Regions from separate parts of the Sus scrofa genome. Here region 1 is linked to region 2. A link is a contact called in public HiChIP or PLAC-seq data. All regions are on one chromosome and are shown on one strand. The core of a region is the stretch at or near the end of the contact, and the rest is flanking DNA. Distances in the headings are between cores, read along the strand shown. Region 1 has its middle 3.9 kb from the start of MIR1. Region 2 has its middle 7.4 kb from the start of RPS21.

Evidence for each region. HiChIP or PLAC-seq counts read pairs in DNA pulled down with a chosen protein or histone mark.
Region 1: a contact with region 2 is called in an H3K27ac HiChIP or PLAC-seq map of skeletal muscle. The contact joins two enhancer-like sites. A contact is called at or near these places in 1 of 47 Hi-C or Micro-C datasets (heart right ventricle) and 1 of 2 datasets of contacts at active chromatin or transcription factors (skeletal muscle).

The regions. Positions count from the first base shown.
Region 1 is chr17:61,894,731-61,901,070 of Sscrofa11.1, reverse strand. No RefSeq gene overlaps it. Among named protein-coding and RNA genes, the nearest start is that of MIR1, 3.9 kb to the right of the region's middle. Within about 2 kb of position 3,765, at least 10 of the 83 cell types and tissues checked have an H3K27ac peak or open chromatin away from gene starts, as enhancers often do. A contact at or near this core is called in skeletal muscle, where this site is marked.
Region 2 is chr17:61,752,960-61,759,419 of Sscrofa11.1, reverse strand. No RefSeq gene overlaps it. Among named protein-coding and RNA genes, the nearest start is that of RPS21, 7.4 kb to the left of the region's middle. Within about 2 kb of position 1,384, at least 34 of the 83 cell types and tissues checked have an H3K27ac peak or open chromatin away from gene starts, as enhancers often do. A contact at or near this core is called in skeletal muscle, where this site is marked.

The DNA of each region.
Region 1 (6,340 bases), core at 2,516-5,015, 140 kb before region 2:
GGGTCCAATTAGTTACATTGGAGCAAACAGTGACGCGGACCAAATGCTGGAGCAAGGACCGTGTGTTCCCCGAGACTCGCCGCCCGCAGGAGGCTCTGGGCCGCGCCTTCCCCCGCGGGGTGGTGACACGCCAACACGGGGGCCAGAGGGCGGTGGTGCTGCTGACGATGCCCCTGAGCAGGGGCCGCCACCTCATCCAGGAAGCCCTCCTGCATTTCCTAAGGCCTCAGACCCAGAAGGCAGACTCCACGTGCAAGTGCCAAACTCGGCACGACCTCACCAGTAAACGTCACCCCCTGCCACCCCTGCACCCCGGGCTGTCCCCAGATGGACCTTCAGCAGAGCAGAGGGTGACCTTGGGCCCTGGAGGCGTACACACCGTGCTGGGAGCACTCGGGGGGCCTCCTTGGCTGCCCCGAGCCCCAGCTTCCCTGCAGGGGACTGCCAACCCCGTGCAAACCCAGTCACCATCCCTCCGTGCCCTGTCACCACTGTCACAGCTCAGCGGGGAACCCCTGGCCACTTGCCCTCGAGGGTGGCCAGGCAGCCTCTCACCCATGCTGCCCCACAGCCCTCACTCAGGACCTCAGAGAACAGCGTCCACCTCGAGCAGAAACCCCCCAGGACGGCCCCCAGGGCATGGTGTCACTGGCCCCAGGACAGCGGGCACCGTGGCCAGTGGCCTTAGCGATGTGGCCCCAACGTCTGCTCAAAGATAAGCAACAGCCCAGGCCCACCTGCAGCCCCAGATGCTGTGCTCAGAGGCCACAGGGCGGGGACCAAGCTGCGCCTCCACCGGGTCATCACAGAGATGGGGGGAGACTCAGCCCCCCTTCCCCCCACTCCCACACCTGGGGGCAGCCCTCCCTGCCAGGTTCCCTCCCCTCCTGACCCAGGAGGGATACCTGGATCCGTGTGGGGTTTTTTTACTAGGGGTTTTTTACATTTTCAACATTAAAAATCTAATATTTCTTTGGCGGCAACATTACCTATCAACACTCAGATTCACCAATAAATTAATTTTTAATTCCGGATTTTGGTTAATTATTAAAATCAATAGCAAAGAATTACGGTTAGTCTTGGAGGTGTGAGCGGCCTGGCCGGGGCTGCGCAGAAGGAGCCCTTCCAGGGGTCCTGCTCAGGCTGCGAGGCCCGCACAGGGGTGTCCTGGGGGAGACCCACCCCCCAAAAAAACAGCCCTGTTTCTCACTATCGCCAGCGCTGACCCAGCCAGACGCCGAACGAAACGCACTCAGCCCAGCTCCATAACTTTTCTGTCTATTCAAAAAAATGTATTATTTCTCAACACTGATAAAAGTTTAATACAGAGTTGCCCGGGTTTTTAATAAACTTGTCAACAAAAGAGCAGAGCAAATTGATGGGCCCCTTCCAGAGATAAATTTCGCCTCAAATAGACCCAAAGAGCAGGGGACAGGGCAATGGGGAGGCGGGGGCCAGGGGACACGTGATTGTTTTGCTGTTCTTTGCAAAAATGGCAAGATAGATTTTTGTGTCTTATCATCTCAAAGATGGAGCGGGGGGTAAAGCCAGTATAATTTGAAGAAAGAGCTTCGTGGCTGAGGACCAGCTGGGCGAGCCCTGAGGTCGGGGGCGGGGGATGGGGGGCAGCTTCGGAGCGAATTAACGCGATGTATCCAGACAGGAGAGGAAAGCCACTTGTCCCCTCCTGGGAGCCCCACTACATCGCACCTCTGCAGAGATGGATCTGGCACCGAGGGTTCAGGGCCCAGGGATTGCCATGCCACTGTCCCCGATAAACTAGTGGGAGGTCCGGAGCGGCCACCCGCCAGCCGGGGATGCCGCGGAAGGCCCGAACCCCACGTGCAAAGAGCCCGCACGTATCTGCCCCCAAACCCTGCCCACGTTCTCTGCACCTCCCAGCTCGGGGAGGCCTCCAGGATGGGAAGAGCAGTCCAGGCCACAGGACTTGCATCTATGCTCGAGGGGGACTCAGCAGGCCCTATTTTCCCTCACTCAAGGCCATCTGCTCCACTGGCCTTGAGGTGGGTTGGTTTGAAATTCCACTGTTAGAGATTCACTTCCTGGGCTAAGGATGGTGGGAAAGCAAAATCCCCTGGGAAGGGGACTGACGGGCCGTGAGGCCTCCGGGGCATGTCGCCACGTCCAGCACAGGCGGGAATGGCCAGGGACAGATGAGGAGGGACCACAGGAGCAGGGACTCAGGAGACCCCAGCACCAGCCTCCACCTGGAGGACTGAGCTCGTGCACCTGGGACCAGGCAGATGGCCCTGCCCGCACCCCCACAAAGCCCCAGCCCAGACTGGGGTCCTGGCCCTGCTGAGCCCTTTGGTGGGCAAAGGCCCCACCAGGCCCTGGTGGATTTGATGCCCACAAAGGGGGCAACAGAACACGGCAGGGGCAGTGCGCAGAGCCTCACCGCCTGTCCTGTCATCGTCACTACAGCTGTGACCTCGGGCACTTGGGGTGGGCGGGCGCGAGGGGCTGCCCTGGGCCTCCCACGCCCAGAGTCACCGGAGTTCAGCCTCTCCAACAGGACAGCTGAGAATGTGGCTATTTATACCGGCCGCAGCGGCCGGGCGGCTGGAGGGACACGCAGTCCAGTCGCCATATGTGGGCATGACCAACGGTGCGCAGGCCTGCCAGGGGGACGGCGCCCAGGACGGCGTGTCTGTCCTGGGTGTCCTTCAACCTCCTGAGTCCCCCCTGGGCACCCGTGACAGGTTCTGGGGACAGCTGCCCCGTCCCCTCCCTGCTGTTAAAAATACTCTGGGCGACTGTCCGATCCGTCTCACACTGTTCTTCACACACTGGCGCACGCGCGTGCGCGCACACACACACACCCGCCTCTGGCCCCAGCTGTCCTCACTGGCTCCCTCCCCGAGCTATTGGTTTGACCCCTAGGGGACCCCAGACTCAACCAGCTGGTCCTTTGGGCGGCGCCCCGGATGGAGAAAAGCCTTCCTGCCCAGCACCTGTGTAGCAGGTGGCCTTTGTTCTCCACCCGGGCTGGACGCTGGCGCCTGGAAGGCGCCTCTCTGCCCAGCATCCCTGCCCTCACTATCACATGCAACCAGTCAGACCACCTCCTTAGCCCGGGAAGCAGCAGGGCCTGAAACTGAGGGGCCCCTGGAGACCCCGGTGGCTGGTCCAGGGAGCTGACACCTTTGCAAGGTCGGCCGCCCCCAGTCACTCCCCCCAAGGGGCAGCCGCGGGGCTGTCGGGGTGGCCCTCTTGTCCCTGCCCTTGAGAGGCGCGCCCTGCATGCCGCTGCAGCTGCGTCTCTGCACTGCAGCAGCCCGCACTGCTCCGCCCCCAGCCTCTCCCTGCTGGCGCCCCAGGGCCTTCCCAGGGTCAGTGCTGGCTGAGCGCTAAAGGCAGGCCCCACTGGGCAGCCAGGAACACGACCCAGGGCAGCCCACGCTTTGCCTGGCCGGGTCCTGGGCCTTTTGCAGGGCCAGCTGAGAGGCACAGAGCGGGATCCAGGCTGGAGCAACCAGCGCAAGCCTCTGCTGGTGGGCAGAGGGCAGGACAGCAGCCAAGGCTGGAGTCCCTAAGAAAGCCTCCGGGGCTCCAGGCCCGGCCACCCCAGGGAGCGGAGCACGTCAAAGGCAGGGAGCAGAGCTGCAGCGAGGCTGGAGGCCCCCTGCAATCGGACGTGCAGGCAGCCCAGCGAGGCTGAGTCAGCACAAAGTGCGGGACTGTGGTTACCCTTTACCGAAGGTGGCTGCATTCCTGCAACGGGCTGGCCCCGCCTCTGGCCCCGCCCACTGGCTCACTGGCACCGCCCACTCCCCCCACCTCGCGCCTGGCCAATGCTTCAGGCCCCCTCCTCCCGCCTGGCTCTGGCCCTAAAATTCCTCCCGTTCCCTCATTTTTCATTTAGGGCATTTTGGGGGGAAATTTGCAATTCAAGCAGTGTTCCCTTTGATTGACTGGGGCTGCAGCAGCTAGAGCATCCGTCCTGCAGGTCAGTCTAATCATCTCACCGGCAGTTCGTTCTTCGGTGCATTTTTCACGTGGGGCGGACAGTTTTAAAAGAGCTTGCTAACGCCTCCGCCCCACGCAGCCGCTCTCACCAGAGCACACCCCCCGCCCCGTTTTGAAAGCCTCCTGAACCTGACAAACCATCACCCCAGCACCACAGGGCCCCTCTTTGGAAGCCGGGTCGCGATGTCTGTGGACCCCTGGTGCCAGGACAGAGAGAGACGCCTTGCCCACTGCACATAACACACACCAGCACGTCCACGCAGCACGACGGGGCTGCCCCCCCTCCGGACTCTCACCCGACTCCCAGCTGATCTCCTCCAGTGTGGAGGTTTCATTTGGAGCATGGCTGGAGTTTGTGAGCCATAGATAGAAAATGCTAACTAATCTGGCCCTGGCTTGATCAGCTCCACAATTCTCGGACCCACCTGCTTCCACCCGGGGGAACCGGGGCCTGACGAATTCCTGGGCTGTTTCCAGGAAACCCAGGAGCCTCCCTGAACCCAGGAACCTCCCCGAACCCAGGTCCCCAGGCTGGCGAGCAAGCCCCTGAGCGAGAGGCTGTCCCACTTTCACCCCGCCTGGCACCCCCAGGCTCCTTTCCCTCTGCTGGGGGCCCAGCGCCCCCGTGGCAGCGTGTCTGGGGTGCTGTAGTGTCCAGCAAAAAGCCCCTCTGGGCAGAGCACAGACGCCCGTCCAGGCTGCACCCCCCCCCCCACTGAAAGGCCCAAAGATCCCACTGAGAAAAACACCATCCTTTTTTTTGGGGGGGGGTTCCCTCCTCAGCTCCTGCCCTGGAAAACCAAGAGTTGGAGCTTTGAGAACAGAAAGTCCCAACCTGGCCGGCGTCGCTGGAAGACAGCAAGACCCCTGGGCGGGGGCACACGCCGGAGAAGGGGCTCTGGCTTCCACGGGCAGCTTCCAAGTGGTCCCCTTTTTAACTTGGCTGAGGTCACTCAAGCTAAGAGGCCGCCGCGCTCTCCCTGCAAACTCTCTAGTTCTTCTGCTCAGTCAAACCTAATTCCAAAGCACCAGTGCTTTTGCCTAAACACCACATCCTGCAATCAAGGCTTAATGCGCAGCGGACGGAGCGAGGGGAAGGGAGCTGTGTCTGCGGCCGGCCGCGCCCGGCTGCTTTCCTCCCTGTGGCCGGAGCTGGAATCATCAGGGCAGAAACGACCTTCCCGGCCATGCTGGGCACTGACCCCTCTGGGCCCAGTGGCCGGAGGAAAGTGGTGCCCAAGGACAGTCTTGCTTCCCTGTTGTGGCTGCCGGAGGGACCAGAGGTGGGGAGACTCGAAAACCGGGAGGGACCCCAGATCCCCAAGCCCTCCTGGCCCCCAGGAGCTGGGGGCTGCGTGAGAGCTGGGAACTGCCCACGTCTCCTGGTCCGTGGGCCACTTGGAGTCAGGGAACCTGGCTGCCCCCAGGCCTTTCTAGTATTTGGAGGAGGAGGCCTGCCCACCCCCCTGTCCCAACCCCCACCCAAGGGCCAAATTTCTGCCAAAGGTCAGGGTGCAGGAGGGGCCGGGGCATCTGCCGCGGGCCGGGCAGCAATGCCAGGGATGGCAGGAGAGGCAGAGAAGACACCCACTCTGGAAAAACAGCCCTGAGGGCCATGGAGGCCGTGTCCGGGTCAGGGAGCTGCCTCCCTGGCTGCAGATGCCTGTACTCCGGAGCCAGAAACTGGGGGGACAGCACCCTGCCACAGCAGCCCAGCCCCGTCGGCGGTCCCAGAGCCTTCTGCCCTTTGCTGGCGGGAGACGGCCCCGCACTGCGGAGCCGGACTTCAAAGACCAGAGACAGCATCGGCCCCCGTCACCTGGGCGGTCACGGTCCAGCCGAGGGACCCACTGGCCATCAGCCCAGCAGCATCCTGACTGGGACTGGCTGGTGGCAGGGCAGGAGGGATGGGACCTTGTCTGCACCACGCTGGCCTGACGTCCTTTACAGAACAAAGTGCTTTCAGCTGAAGTCGCTGAAGGCAGGAGAGCTGTGCGGGGCTTGGGGTGGGGGTGTGGGAGGCTGGGGGCCACACAGACCCTAGGAAGGGCTTGGGCCACCCAGCTCTGGCCCTTTGGTTTCTTTTTTTTTTCTTCGTTTTTTTTAACGGCTGCATCTGCAGCATATGGAGGTTCCCGGGCTAGGGGTCAAATTGGAGCTGTAGCCGCCGGCCTGCACCACAGCCACAGCCACGCCAGATCCAAGCCTCATCTGCAAACCTACACCAAAGCTTGAGGCAACGCTGGATCCTTAGCCCACTGAGAGAGGCCCGGGATCGAACCCACATCTTCATGGTTACTAGTCAGGTTCTTAACCCACTGAGCCACAGGGGGAACTCCCCCATTGGCTT
Region 2 (6,460 bases), core at 135-2,634:
ATCCTGGCCAGCCGCCAGGGCCCGGGGCAGCCGCGGTTCCGCAGGGTGGTCCCATGAGGACCCGCGAGGGCCCCTGTGTTCACGGGACACGGCTGTTCCTGCCCCCGGGGCCTGGACCGCGTGACTCCCAGCATCGCGCCAGGGCTGCAGGCTGGGTTTGCACGCCCTGTGCCTCTTAGCCGTGTGACACGCTGCGTCACTGCCCCCTCCCGGCTGGTAAAGCGGGGAGGTGGTAATAGCGCACGGGGCTCAGAACCCACGTGGAATTTGGGAGGCCCTCGGCGTGCCAGCACTCACCGCCACCACCGTCATCCCATCACTGTCACCACCACATGTGCTCAGTATGAGGTCGTGACACAGGTCACACAGCTGCAGAAGACTCTGGAAGCTGAGGACCAGTCTCTCCCTGGTCCTTGTTCAGGCTGCCCAGGCGGGGGCTGGAGGCCGGGGGCCCAGGTGCGGGTGGAGGCTGCAGGCCCACCTTGCAGGCAGGTGCCTGGGGCCCCTGGATGTGTGGTGACAACAGCCACCCGGGAACCTCCCCCCACCCCCAGCAGCCGTTTCTGGCTGAGCCAGGCCAGGTCAGCCCCAACCCCATTGTGTGTGGACGGGACCAGCCCTGAAACCAGGAAACCCTCCTTCCTGGCCTGAGTGCAGGCCCAGGGTGAGCTGCAGGTCAGGGCCAAGGGACAGGCTTGTCCCCGTGCAGAGCTGGCCCGGAGCTCTGGCCACGGGACCCTCCTGGCTGCCCTCTGCTCTTGGGAGAAGGCCCAGCCTCGGAGGGGCCCCAGGGGCATGGAGCACGCAGGCCTCAGTGAGCCACCGGCACGGCCTGGTGCCACCACCTCCCTCGGGATTCCAGACGGTCCTCCAGTCTCAGGGGGACACGGGCAGTCACCAGCCCTCCAGTCTCAGCGAGGCTCCAGGGAGGTCACAGCAGGTGCGGCACATGTGGGTCCCCACCGGCGGGCAGCCGGAGGCAGCCCGAGCGTGGCAGCCGGAGGCAGCTCTGTTCCGTCTTACTTTGTTTCACTTTGTCTGGTTATTTTTCTGCATTCAATTTTTTCTTGTGATCTAACCTACACGTGGCAAGGAACACAAACCCTAAGCATCGCATGTTCACCCAGGCAGCCGGGGTGTAGTGCTGACCACGCCGCCTTGGGTCAGGGTCAGGGCCGGGGACTGGGTGGGCCCGTGCCCCTCCCCACCTGCCCCCCGGGAGGCTCTCGCAGGCCCCATGCCCAGATGCAGGTGAAGGCACTCTGGAGGCGGGGCTGGGGGCCGAGCCGGGCCCCTGGATGCCAGCTGACGCCCGGGAGAGGACGATGAGGTCACATAGCCAGGCACGGCCCGTCTTCTGGCCCCACCCCTCCCTCGGGGCCTGGCTGTGAGGACAGAGCCAAGGGACAGGAAAGGAGGCCCTTCCGTCCCAGGCACACAGCGTCCCAGGCGCGCAGCTGGCTCATCCCCGTGGCCACCCAGTGGGCTCACCAGGCTGGCCAGTGGCCAGGATGTCCCAGTCAAACTGGGTGGAGTTTCAGGTTCAAAGGAAGGAGGCTGCCAGGCCCACCTTTCCCCCGGGACTGGGCCCGCCAGGGGCAGACGCCACGGTTGGTGTCCAAGCTGACCTCGGACCCCAGCCCTATCCTTCTCTCTTTCTGAGTCTCAGGTTCCCCATCAGAAGGCTGAAGCTGGGAGTTCCCTTGTGGCACAGAGGGCTAGGGATCCAGCATCACTGCTGTGACGCAGGTTTGATCCCTGGCCAAGGAATGGCCAAATGCCTCGAGGGCCAAAACCCAAAGAGGGGTGAAGCTGTTCTCCCTCCTTCCGCGGGTGGAGGCGAGGGTTCAACCGGACAGGGCACCCTGGGCCTGTGCACCTGGAGGGGACGACCAGTCACCCGCCTGCCCCTTTGTCACCGGTGTCTCCAGGGGAACGGTCCAGTGGTCGGTCTGTCTGTCTGGGAGGTAAACTCGGACCAGCCCTTCCTACCTCGGGACACGTGGGGGTTAGCCCAGCCGCCCCGCGCAGGACCGCGCATCCAGGGGCAGCTGCCCGCGGCCAAGGTCAGGGAGCCACGCGTTCCCACCCCGTGTCCTTCGCAGCCTCGCTCCTCTTGCCTGTGAACCGAGCCTTGGTCGGGCCCCCACGGTGGCCCCAGGGCAACCCCGTGAGGAAGGGCAGTTGTGAGTCCACTTCACAGAGCAGGAAACCGAGGCCCCGGGGGAGGAAGTGGCTCCCCCAGAGCCAGGGAGCCAGGGTCTGCGGCAGGCAGGGCTGAGGTGCAGTGTGCTGGAGGAGAGGTCGCCCCCAAAGCCCCAGGCGGAGCCCTAGAAAGGCCAGGACGGGAGTTCAGGCAGCGATGCAGTCAGAAGCCGGGCGGGTTGGGAGGTCCCACCCCTCTCTTCTGTCTGTGCCGTGGGGACGCCCAGCTGGGGGCCAGGGGTGGATCAGAGAGGAAGGTCCCCAGGCCCACGGGCAGCACAGGCCGCTCTCAGGCTTGCCCGGCCCCTGAGCACCAGCCAGCAGGGGCGTTGGCAGCTGCAGGAACGTGCCCGCAGGCGGAGGTTTGTGTGGCCTGGAAAGCGGGGGAGGAAGGTGCCGGGATCCACATTCCTGCCCCAGGTGAGCTGGTCTGGCCCGGGCTTGTCCTGCTCAGCCCGGCCGGCCGGCTCCTCGGAGCCCTGGGCAGCTTCCCCCTCCCTGCCCAGCTCTGCAGCTGTGCTGGGACCCTGAAACCCCAGGATGTGCCATCGCCCCCGCCTGCTGTGACCCCACGCGGTGGCTGTCCTGGGGCCCTGTCCCCAGGGGAGCTCGTGGCTGGGGAAGAAGACAAAGCAGGTCGTCTCGGGAAGGCCCGGGGCGGGAGTCTTCTCCCAGACCCCCCCACGACACACGACAGGCAGTGCTGGCTGTCGCAGCAGGGGTGGACAGGCACCACTGGCCACTAGTGGATGGAGGCTGGGATGCCGCCCTGTCCCGCAGCGCCCAGGACGGCCCTGCAGGGAGACTTCAAAGGGCAGTGTTCCCTGAAGAGGCTGGGGGGGGTCAGGGAAGGCCTCTCCGGGGAGGGGATGTGGCCTGCAGGGACCAGCCCTTTCACACTGGTCACCGCAGTGCCCCTGCAGCCTGAGAGACAGACCAGGCGCCCTCTCTGTGTGGGGGCAGGGAGGGCAGCAGGATCCGCTGCCAGGCCTGGAGGGTTCCAGAAGGCGGAGGCCCCCTCACACCCTCCTCCCGGCTCCTGGCTTCGGCGTGTTCCTCCCCTGGGTGGGCGGGGCTGGGGTCTCCGGGAATTCCTGGTGGCGGTTCCGGGAGGCCCTGAGGGCAGCCTGAGCCAGCCTCCCGCCGACCCAGACAACCTCCTGGTGGGCCCTGTCCTGCTCGGCTCCGGGGCTGGTGCCACAGGGCCTTGCCGAGGGCACCCAGGGTCAGCCCTCAATAGCCAGGCGGTGGGCACTTGTCCAGCCAGGACAAGCCTTCGTGGCGGGGAGTGAGCACCTGGGAGATCAGGTCAGAGCCCCGAGCCCTGAGCAGCGGCCCATCGCCGTGCCTCGGAGTCGCAGTGCTGGGGACAGGCGGAGGCCACAGGGCCGCTCTGACCCTCCATCTCCCCTCTGACAGGTGGGCTTCTGTGAGCGTCCAAGCAGGAGCCGGGGCCCCGGAAACAGCCACTCCCTAAGACCACTGGGCGCTGGGGCGTTGGGGCCAAAGTCGAGGCAGGAGGCACGGTCAGCCCCATTGCTCCCGGGCCAGGGAGGTAGCACTTCTGACCTGAGGCCACACGGCAAGTCCCCAGGGGACCGGGAGCACGGGGGCCACAAAGACCCGGCCCCCAGGGAGGGGCTCCGCTGCCCGCCTCCACCCTCACCACTGCTCCTGGGAGGGCCGGGCTCAGACCCCCAGGTCCCCTGGGAGAGGGAGGCCAGGCTCCCGCGAGCCCCCAGCCCGGGGTCTGGCAGGAGCCTCCCCATCTTGTGTTTACATTCCTCTAGGAAATCTTTCCCCAGAGCAGCCTCGGGACAAAAGTTTTGTAAATGTTGAAACTTGAGGCAAACGGAGGCCTGGAGCTGAGCCCACCCCCACCCCCACCCCCACCTCTGTGGCAGAGGGACTGGGGAGGGGCGCGGGGGCGGGGGGCAGCGGCCCAGCCGGGCGCCACCTCCATGCCCCTGCCTGTCTTCTGAACTCGCAAGCCCTCCTTTTATGACACTGGGGCGACGAGAGGTGTCATTGGCATTGGAAGCCCGGGGGGCCCTGGGGGAGCCCCTGTCAGGTCACCTGTCGAGGGGACGGGGGAGGCCTGGTCCTAGGGTGACGTTCCCCATCAGGCCTCCGAGGCACGAGCCTGCGTGTGACTGGGGGCCCCGTGGGCGCTCAGCGAGGACGGGGTGGGAGGCCCACGGGGGTCCGCGTTCCAGGCTGGGTCAGTTCCCTGTCGAGGGTTGCGTGTCCTCACCACGGCCCTAAACACAGGCCCGCCCTACACGTGTGCATGCACGTGTGGATATGTGTATGTGCATGCGTGTGTGTGTGTGTGTGTGAATGTGTGTACATATGTATGCATGTGTATAGTGTGTGTGTGAAGGTGTGTTTGTGTGCATAGGTGTGTGTGTAATTGTGTAGGTGTGCATGTGTGTATGTGTGTGTGTGTTTACATGTGTGTGTGTGTGGCTGGGGGGTCCTTGGCACCCAGAGGTGACTCTGCCTCCGCCCCCTCCACCTGACAGGCACCCACTCCCAGGTAAGCGGTGCCCGAACCAGCCCAGCTGAGCTGCCCCCTCCACCCCGGGAGAGGCCGGTGACCCAGGTGCACCCCCAGCTCCAGACCAGGCAGCCTCTCCCAGGAGCCCGCCTCCCAGCTCGCGTGCAGCGGCCGTGTGGGTGTTGAGCCTTTTCTTCAGCAAACACTTGGCCGCGTGCCTGGACCACCTCATACCTGCTCGCCCGCTCAGCTGCTGATGGGCACCTGGGCTTTTCCAGGCTGGCAGGGAAAGGGCTGCCACGAACGTTCACGGGTGGGATTTGGGAGTGAGAGTGTGGGACCCATGGGACACTGGCTGTGTCCCCACCGGCAGCAAAGGGCCCCGACTCCCACACCCTCACTGCAGGTATTATTTACTCTGTGCTGTGGCCCTCAGACCCACGAGGGAGCAATACCACGAGGGTCTGGGTGCTCGGCCCCCTCCCATGGGCCTGCCTGCCCCCACCTGGGGCTCCAGGCCACTGCAAAGGCCACGGGCACAGGGGTCCCGGCCTCCAGCCACAATGGCCCAGCACCTGCTCAGCAGGGCTCAGGACGCAAAATAAATAATCAGGTTATAAGATGAAGTGAAATAAATGCGAATGTTACATAGCTGTCGAATGAGGGGAGAATGCCCAGCAGACTGGGGGCCTCGGGGGCCGTGGAGCTGGTCTGTAGGGTGGGCCGGGTCTGGAGGGTGGGGGACCTTCCTGGTCAAAGGTGTGGCTTGTGCAAAGGCCTGGAGGGGCAAGGGGGGCAGAGGTGGGGAGAGCGCGCGCGTCCCAGGCAAACTAGGGCAGCAGGTGTGTGGGGAGAGACAGAGACAACAGGAGACACAGAGACGGGGCGGGGCGGGGCTGGGGGAGTGAGAGAGTGAGAAGCCCGGAGAGGGAGAGTGGGCACACAGAGGCCAGGTGATGGAGGGAGAGATGGAGGCTGCGAGGGTGAGGCCCAGCCGGTGCCCAGGCGTGGCTCCGAGGGAAGGGCCGATGCCAGGCTGGGCCAGCCCCTGGGGGTTGGGGGAGGCAACCTGCTGAGGGCCCGTGACCTGGCTGGTCAAGGCCAGAGCAGGGGCTGCTGGACCCAGGCCATGGCAGGCCGGGAGTGGGCATACCTGGTGTGGTCTGCGTGGGGTTGGAAGGGGCAGCCTGACCCCCAGTCTGGCTGCTCTTGCCAGGGTGGCTGATACCCAGGGTTCACCACCAGGCCCCCAACCAGCTGTCCCAGAGTTGGCGAGGGGCTCGGGCTCCTCTGGCTTCCAGAGGCTCCGGCCCTGCCCCAGGCACAGCGCTGGGTCCCTGGCCTTCCTGCGGGATCAGATTCCTCCTGGGCAGCGAGGCCTCCTGGCCATATAAGGCCGTCTGTGGGCACCTCCTGGAGAAGCTGCAGAGCCCTCACCCCGCCCCGCCCCCCCTGGGAACCAGAGCTTGGCCAGGCCCCCAGGGATGGGGGGCGGGGGAGGGGCCTGCTGGGGCCTGACCTGGGAGCGATGGCAGGGGCTACCCAGGCCCCAGGGTGCCACCCCTCTCGCTGTGCTGGCGTGTATTCCCCAGGGCAGCTCGCTCGTCTGGAGTGCAGAGCGGGAGGTGGTGACCATGGAGGCCGAAGGCCAATAGGATAAAAAATGACGCCACGGAAACGTCGGCCCCCCTACCCCCCCTCAGCCTCCAATCCTGTGCAGGGAACGCAGAGACTGGTGTAAATTTGGCTCTTGGG